2 separate regions of the Mus musculus genome follow, and region 2 is linked to region 1. A link is a contact called in public Hi-C data. All regions are on one chromosome and are shown on one strand. The core of a region is the stretch at or near the end of the contact, and the rest is flanking DNA. Distances in the headings are between cores, read along the strand shown. Region 1 overlaps Gfod2 (glucose-fructose oxidoreductase domain containing 2). Region 2 holds the start of Ctrl (chymotrypsin-like).

Evidence for each region. A called contact is a pair of places that touch in the nucleus more often than the background predicts.
Region 2: a contact with region 1 is called in a Hi-C map of the G1E-ER4 cell line, with 2.4 times the contacts expected there. The contact joins the promoter of Ctrl here to the enhancer-like site in region 1. A contact is called at or near these places in 20 of 39 promoter capture datasets (the C10 cell line, the HPC-7 cell line, the SN4741 cell line and 13 more), 11 of 484 Hi-C or Micro-C datasets (B cells, the C10 cell line, the G1E-ER4 cell line and 7 more), 18 of 115 datasets of contacts at active chromatin or transcription factors (the HPC-7 cell line, the NIH/3T3 cell line, the SCID.adh cell line and 13 more) and 3 of 9 other capture datasets (adipose tissue, liver and pancreatic islet).

What each region holds. Positions count from the first base shown.
Region 1 is chr8:105,729,749-105,733,706 of GRCm38.p6, reverse strand. The region is part of intron 1 of Gfod2 (glucose-fructose oxidoreductase domain containing 2); the gene reads left to right. Among named protein-coding and RNA genes, the nearest start is that of 4933405L10Rik, 23 kb to the right of the region's middle. Within about 2 kb of position 1,351, at least 2 of the 459 cell types and tissues checked have an H3K27ac peak or open chromatin away from gene starts, as enhancers often do. A contact at or near this core is called in the G1E-ER4 cell line, where this site is marked.
Region 2 is chr8:105,931,144-105,935,331 of GRCm38.p6, reverse strand. Ctrl (chymotrypsin-like) reads left to right here and starts at 1,470. Exons shown (of 7, transcript NM_023182.2): 1 at 1,470-1,553; 2 at 2,080-2,183; 3 at 2,273-2,352; 4 at 2,427-2,508; 5 at 2,645-2,825; 6 at 2,899-3,032; 7 at 3,116-3,338. The coding sequence starts at 1,502. The coding sequence ends at 3,277. Pskh1 (protein serine kinase H1) reads right to left here. Exons shown (of 3, transcript NM_173432.2): 3 at 3,530-4,188.

The sequences.
Region 1 (3,958 bases), core at 102-2,601:
TGATATGTTTGGTCTAGCTACCCAGCTTACTCTGGAGATCCGGTCTCCACCTTCAAGCCCAGAATGGTAGATGGCCATGCCCACCAGGCATTTACATTGGTTCTGTAGATCTGAATTCCTGCTTATGTAACAAGTACTTTAACCACTGAGCCATCTCCCCAGCCCCTCCACTGAACCTAGAACATTCGGATTCAGCTAGCCTGGCTGTCCAGGAAGCTCCAGGGGTTGTTCTTTCTTGACTGATGGGTATGTGCCACCACTTATGAAAAGCCCCAGCTTTTGTGGGATACTAGGGATCCAACCAGAGTCCTTAGGCTTTTGTGGCAAGCGCTTTGCTGACTTAGCCAGCTCCCCAGCCTTTCCTTGTCTAATGGTTTTATAACTGTTTCTTTCTTTCATTCAGGTGTCTCCTAGTCTGTCTTCTTGGTGCCACCTTTAAAAAGGAAGTCAGTGAAACATAGCTGCTTACAGGAAACAACCTCTATACTCAGAAGTTAATAAGAAACATTGAATGAGGGGATTGTAATTCCATGAACAGCCAAGTGGCCCTATAAAGGAAGGTAGAGCTCCAAGAGACTGTCAAGGACCTGGTCATGCTCCTGTCCCGGGTGCAATGGAGGGAAAGTGGGTGTGACTAGAACCCAGCAAAAGCCATGGGCAGGGAACAGGATCCTCAGTAGAGTCCCCATAGGAGACTTAGTCGAGATGTGGACCTTAGTCATAGAACATAAATCCTACTAGAACCACATCTTTGAAAAGAGAGATCAGGGGCTAGAGAGATGCTCAGAGGTTAAGAGCACTGACTGCTCTTCTGAAGGTCCTTAGTTCAAATCCCAGCAACCACATGGTGGCTCACAACCATCTGTAATGAGATCTGATGCCCTCTTCTGATGTGTCTGAAGACAGCTACGGTGTACTTACAATAATAAATAAATCTTTAAATAAAGAAAATGTAACTAAATAGAGAATACCACATTATTTAAAGAGAGAGAGAGAGAGAGAGAGAGAGAGAGAGAGAGAGAGAAAGAAAGAAAGAAAGAAAGAAAAGAAAAGAAAAGAGAGATCAGAGGACAAGTGCCTCGGCCTCCCTGCTCTCAGACTCCTCTAGTGACTCACACAGAAGCCTGAAGCCCTGGAGGCTCACTCCTTAGAGATTGGCCTTCAGAAGCCTGGGGCAGCAAGGGCAGACCAGGAGAACTGAGCCTAGTCCTTAGACTACCATTTGATGCCACCCATGCTGGCTCCTGCCTACCTTTCAGACTTATCACCCCACAGCCACCAGTTAAACTTCCCACAAAGATGTGATACATCAACAGATTTGTGTTGGCCAAGTGGTAGATCGGGGACAAGAGGTGAGTCTGATAAGGGAAGGAACTTACTGGCTCACGCTGATCACTAAGGATGAGTTGAGCTGCTCTGAGTGTACACGTTACACAGTAACTTTGATGGTTGCAGGAAAGCTAATGACCCGGGGAAGTTTTCCCACCGCATGTGGTAGGTCTGTTGCTCACAGCCACCCATGGAATGTTGGAAAAGTCCCTCTGAGCTTCTGTTTTCTCAACTTTTTGGAGAAGATTTTATGGCCTTAAAGACAGACTAATACTGCATGCATATTAGCTTGGGAGTTAGACCTTTGCGCTCCCACACAGCTGTTCATTTGTTTGATTTGTGTGTAGGAGGGTATGGCCCATACATGTAAGAGTGTAGGTGCCCACATCTGTGTATGTGGGCATGGAGGCCAGAGAAATACACCAGGTGGCCACATAATTACTCTTTATCTTATTCCCTTGGGATCTGCACCCAACCAGAAGCTACCATTTTGACTAGGCTGTCTGGCCAGCAAGCTCTTGGGAACCACCTGTCTCTGCATCCCAAATGCTGGGCTTTCAGGCATACAAAGCCATAGCTGGCTTTTTATATAGGTGTTGAGGATTTGAATTCAGGTCTTCATGTTTATAATGCAAGCATTCTTACCTTTGAGCTATCTCCATAGTCCCCACTGTTTACTTACCTGTTTTCTTGCTTTGGCTGCTTCTGAATATTAGATATCAGTAGTTCCTTTGGTTATTTGAAAATGGAACTTTGGGCTAGTGAGATGGCTCCGTGGGCATAGGCACCTGCTGTTGCACTAGGCTGATGTCCGGCCTAAGTTTGCTTCTCAGACTCCATGGTGGAGAGAACTGACTCCCAGAAATTACTTTCTGAACTCTACATGTATGCCTTGATAGGTACATGTCTACCTTCAGACACACTTAATAATAAACATTTTAAACTCAAAACAACATACAACTTTGAGCTGGTTGTGGTAGTGCATTTGGTAGGTACAAGTTGCAGAGTTAGGAGTTCACGGTATCTTCAGCTGCACGGTGAGTTAGAGGCTAGCCCGAAATACATGATCCTGTCGAAAGGAAAAAAAAAAGGTTTTGCTGGGCAATGGTGGCATATGCCTTTGATCCCATCACTTAGGAGACAGAAGCAGGCAGATCTCTGAGTTCGAGACCAAGTTCCAGGACAGCCTGAGCCACACAGGAAAACCCTGTCTCAAAAAACAAAGATTTTATTGCTCTCTGCTTCTCATCTGTGGCCTCCATGGAAGAAGCTCCCTCCTGCAGCTGTTGTCTGAAGCCATGATGGGCTGACCCTAGAACTGTAAGCCAAAGGAAGCCCGTCTCCCCTTAGAAAACCAGCAAACAGAAAATAGCGCATCTCAACATATTTTCCAGGTAGTTGGGGAAAAAAAAACTAATCTCTATTCATGCCTGACAACAATCTTTTTCTCCCTTTTTAGCATACAAAATAATAGGATAGCATAGCATTTTCAAACATATATATCATTGTACTTTGCTCCTCTCTCTCTCTCTCTCTCTCTCTCTGTCTGTCTGTCTGTCACACATACACACACACACACACACACACACAGAGCTTTTACAGTGATGTTAGGTCAAACATAGATAAAGATGAGCACAGGGGCTGGAGAGATGGCTCAGCAGTTAAGAGCACAGCTGCTCTTCCAAAGGAACCGGTTTCAATTCCCAGCATCCACACAGACATGCGTGCAGGCAAAACACAAAGCACCAATGTACATAAAATAAAAATTAAATTAAAAAAGGGGCCGGGCAGTGGCGCATGCCTTTAATCCCAGCACTCAGGAGGCAGAGGCAGGCAGATTTCTGAGTTTGAGGCCAGCCTGGTCTACAAAGTGAGTTATAGGATAGCCAGGGCCACACAGAGAAACCCTGTCTCAAAAAACCAAAAAACCAAACCAAAACAAAACAAAAATTTAAAAAGGGATGAACGCTGTTGCTACACTTCAGGGCATACACCTATGACAGCAGCTCTAGGAAAGCTGAGATAGACACATTGTTGTGAGTTTGATGTCAGCCTGATTTACACAGTGAGTTCTAGACTATAGTATGGAACATTGTCTCCAGAAACAAAAAAAAAAAACAAAACAAAACAAACAAACAAACAAACAAAAAAACGGAGGGGATGCAAAGATAAGGGGGTGGGGTAGAAAGAAACTGACTGACTTACTGAAGGCCACCCAACTGGTGACAGAGCCAGGATTTGAACCCATCTGTACTACCTTCCCTGTCACTCTGAGCTTGTACTCTGCAGTCCTGACCAGCAAGCATATGGTGATTGGGATTCATGGGAGCTTGGTGAGGCTAGATGTATTTAGATCTTCAGGGGCATGGGAAAGGTATGCTGCAGAAATTTTAGGACAAAGAGTATGAACTTTAGGGGTGAAAAGTCAACCAGGAAAACCAGCAGTTCCTGCTTGTGCGGAAGCACCTACTCCTCCAGCTTGCCTAGCGTCGTGCCATTCGGCTCCCTCAGAGGCCTCTTCATGGGTGTGAAGCTACCCTTGAGTCAGTGGAAGTAAAACAGCTTATTAAAAAATCTAACCCATGCTGTTGTTTTACCCTGCTGGTATTTAATTGTGTGTGTGTGTGTA
Region 2 (4,188 bases), core at 221-2,720, 200 kb before region 1:
CTCTACTTAGGACAGCCCTCAGAGGACCGAACATGTGTGAGCTTGTGAGAAGCTGGGCTTTGTCTACACACGTGGGACTGTGAGGAAGGAGATAGCCTCTGTCCTCTGGGCTGAAAGGGGTGGTGGACTTGCGGGGCAAGATGACACAGCTAATGTTTCATAGCGAGGTCTCTTCACTGAGTGCCAGGCCCTCTGGGTAGAAACACCCTGCCCTGCGAGTAGCTGAGCTCCACTGGGGCTTCAGAATGGATAAGGCACGTTCTCTAGAGAGGTTCTCCTCCAGGCTGGACACCCTTGGCCCCTGATTGTTCCCCCAAGACTTTATTATGAAAAATAGTATATACGATAGTAAAGCGAAAGGGCTAGTTTAGTAAACATCCCTATGTCCACCAGCCTTTATAATTCATATTTCCTCATATCTGATCTGTGTTCTTTATTTACCCGTTCACCTGCTTCACATTTTAGACTGAGGTATTATTATTATTATTTTTTTTTTTTTTTGGTTTTTTCTAGACAGGGTTTCTCTGTATAGCCCTGGCTGTCCTGGAACTCACTTTGTAGACCAGGTTGGCCTCGAACTCAGAAATCTGCCTGCCTCTGCCTCCTGGCACTCAGTGAAGAAGAGTGCTGGGATTAAAGGCGTGCACCACCACACCGGGCTTAGAATGAGGTATTCTTGAGCCTGTCAAAGCCTTTGATGCCCTAGAAAAATTCAAGCCAACTCACCATTGTAACTCTGCATATAGAAGCACCCTCTCTCCACCGGTTCAAGCTCAGCCTGGAGCTCAATAATAAATATGCTGTGCACATATCTCGCCTATGGCAAGCTGAGGTCTAGAAAAAGATTTTCTACTACCAGCTTCAACCCAGGGTCTCTTAGCCACTGAGAGCTCACACTTACCAGTAACATAGGTCTCAGAGAGTCAGACGTATGAGGTTTGCCTTGTGCTGGTAAGAGAATGGCCTCTCTGGGCAAACCTCTGACTCCTGTTCCATACTGATGAGAAATCCAAGATGCTGTCTGTTAGGATTCACAACCTGCTGGAACCTTCCTCCCTGGCCTTCCTGGCAGAGGTTGGCTACATCTGGCCATTCTCTCCACCAGTCATAACACCCCCATGCTCTGAACAGGCTTCTTTGAAACTCCAGTATTCCCAATAGCCCTGGGAATTTCATAGGTCCCAACCACCAACCAGGTTGACACTTTAGACCTAGTTCAGCCGTATGTCCTTGGTACCCAGTGGTCAACACTTGAGGTAGGAGGTGATTCAGAAAGTCAATGGGAAGCCAAGGTTTGGAAAGATGGAAGTGAGAACCTCACACCTGGGTACTTGATAATTCCAAGGACTTTGGTCTGAGAAGTCCTCTCCTTAAAGCAGGTGTGGGGCTATGCCAAGACCACACAGCTGGCCTAGTCTCAGGCCCAAGACTTCTGCCCAAGGACAAGGATGTCCATAAATAAAGCGCCAGACCATCTCAACACCATTCCTTATTTGTCACAATGCTACTGCTCAGCCTAACCCTTAGCCTGGTCCTCCTTGGCTCCTCCTGGGGTAAGTGGGCTGGGAACCGACCTTGGCTGTTCAGGGGCCCAGACAAGGAGCCAGCCTGATGAGAAGGGAACGGACAGTGTAAGCAAAAGGAAGGAACCTTCAGGGCTGAGAGTAAGGGAAGAGCCAGGGACCGGTCTCACAAATGAGGCGGGAGCTTGAGCCAGACCTAAGGAGGCTCAGGAACATATAAGAGATGTGTATAGACTAACAAAGCCTTCTAGCTGCATGGTAGACTGTGCAGGCCTAGAAAAACAGAGGGCAGGGAGATGATAGCAGGAATTAGAGAGAAAACTGGCCCAAGGTACATTAGGACTAGGTTGGTAGCTGTGAAAGCATGCACAGGACTTGAAGGCTGGTAGGGTGGGGTAACCAAGATAGCTGTGTATGCCTAAAAGGCACTCAAGGGAAGGCCTTGGAGTAATTCTCTTGGACCTCCTCCTGGATCTACAGCCTGGGGGCACCTTGAAGAAGGCATTAGGGAGAGGTAGACTGGGATTGGATTCTCACCAGCCCTATCTATGTTCAGGCTGTGGTGTTCCTGCCATCACGCCTGCACTGAGCTACAATCAGAGAATTGTCAACGGGGAGAATGCAGTGCCAGGCTCCTGGCCCTGGCAGGTGTCTCTCCAGGTAATGCACCCTATGGGTGGGTTGGGGTCCTGGGTGCTTTAGGCTATGGGTAACTTAAGCCCATTCATGTATCTAACTTTTGACCCTAGGATAACACCGGCTTCCACTTCTGCGGTGGTTCTCTCATCAGTCCGAACTGGGTGGTCACGGCTGCCCACTGCCAAGTCACGTGAGTGTATCCCCCTCCCTTGGATGCCCGCTCTGAAACCACTTAGCAGCTGCCCATTCCCATTATCCTTGCAGGCCTGGACGCCACTTTGTCGTTTTGGGAGAATATGACCGATCTTCCAATGCTGAACCTGTGCAGGTCCTCTCGATCGCAAGGGTAAGTACTAGCTGTGCATGTAGAAAGGGAAAATGGACTGCAGGGCATCCAGGCATGCCCTGACCTACCCGCCTCAGCACAGGCCTGGGCACCTGTGCCCACTCCAGCTTTACATGACTACTGACTGGCTCCACAGGCCATCACACACCCTAACTGGAACGCCAACACCATGAACAATGACCTGACTCTCCTGAAGCTTGCCTCGCCAGCCCGGTACACAGCACAAGTCTCACCAGTCTGCCTGGCTTCCACAAACGAGGCACTGCCTTCGGGGCTCACCTGTGTCACCACTGGCTGGGGCCGAATCAGTGGTGTGGGTAAGAACCTGGGTAATGAGGGGAGACCAGAAGAGCACCATGGGCCAGCCTAACCACCTCTCCTGGCCCACAGGCAATGTGACACCAGCTCGCCTGCAGCAAGTTGTTCTACCCCTGGTCACTGTGAATCAGTGTCGGCAGTACTGGGGTGCACGCATTACCGATGCCATGATATGTGCAGGTGGCTCAGGCGCCTCCTCATGTCAGGTAAGCACCCTGTCCTCCGCACTGTCCAGTGGGACACGTCCCCAAACTGCCATGCTGACTTCTCCCCTTTTCTTCCCTTTCAGGGTGACTCAGGAGGCCCTCTTGTCTGCCAGAAGGGAAACACCTGGGTGCTTATTGGGATTGTCTCCTGGGGCACTAAGAACTGCAACATACAAGCACCGGCCATGTACACTCGGGTCAGCAAGTTCAGTACCTGGATCAACCAAGTCATGGCCTACAACTAAACTGTCCACAGATCCGTTCCCCATCTCAATCTAATAAACATACTCGTCTCAGTTTCTCTTGGGTACCCTCGTCTTTCATCATGGCTTAGTGGGAAGGTGAGGCTCCTGAGGGCTCTACCCTTGACTTGGACTTTGTCTTCTGGTACAGCACCAGCTGAGGAGTCAGGATCTTCCTGCAATAATCAGCCCAGAGAGTGGCCCTTACTCTTCCTTTTTGAACAATCCACTAGTCCCATGGCACAGTCAGCGTGGTCAGAAAAAATGGCAGCCTTCCCTGAGGGAGGGCAGCCTGTTTATTGGATACAGAAGATACATTTACAGAGTACACAAATAAATAACTGCAGTCTCCATCCATGGTCCATGGCATGAAGGCCTGGTGGACCTATCAAAGGCCCGGACACTAAACTCCCTCTGTCTTATCCTCACAACCAGACCTACTTTGGGCAAGAGAAAAAATAAATCCCCATTGGTTCACACCCCCAGGGATTCCTGGGGAACTGGTAGGTGGGGGAACTCTGAGGCTTTGGCTCTCCACTGCCTCCTACCCAGGGGGAGGGGTGTGTGAAGAGAGCATATAGAAGGCACAGTTGACTTGGCACAGAGTGGTCTCTTTGGTTTAGTTTCCCAGTGGAGGTGGCATATGTAGAAAAGAGCGCCTCGCCCAAGGCTGCCTCCTGAGAGGAGCTGAGTGGAGCTAGACTCTTCCTGCTGACAGGCTCTTAATCTAGCCAAGGCCCAAGCTAGGCTCTGCCTGGCCCCTTCCTACCCACTGAGAGCAGCTACAGATGGAGGGAGGTTGCATTCCAGCCTAACAGTGGTAGAGAGCCCACGACAGCTATAGGGACTGTTGTGGCTCAGTCCCTTGGGAAAGCTGCCCCTGTAACCCTACCCTACCTCCCAGCCTGAGACTC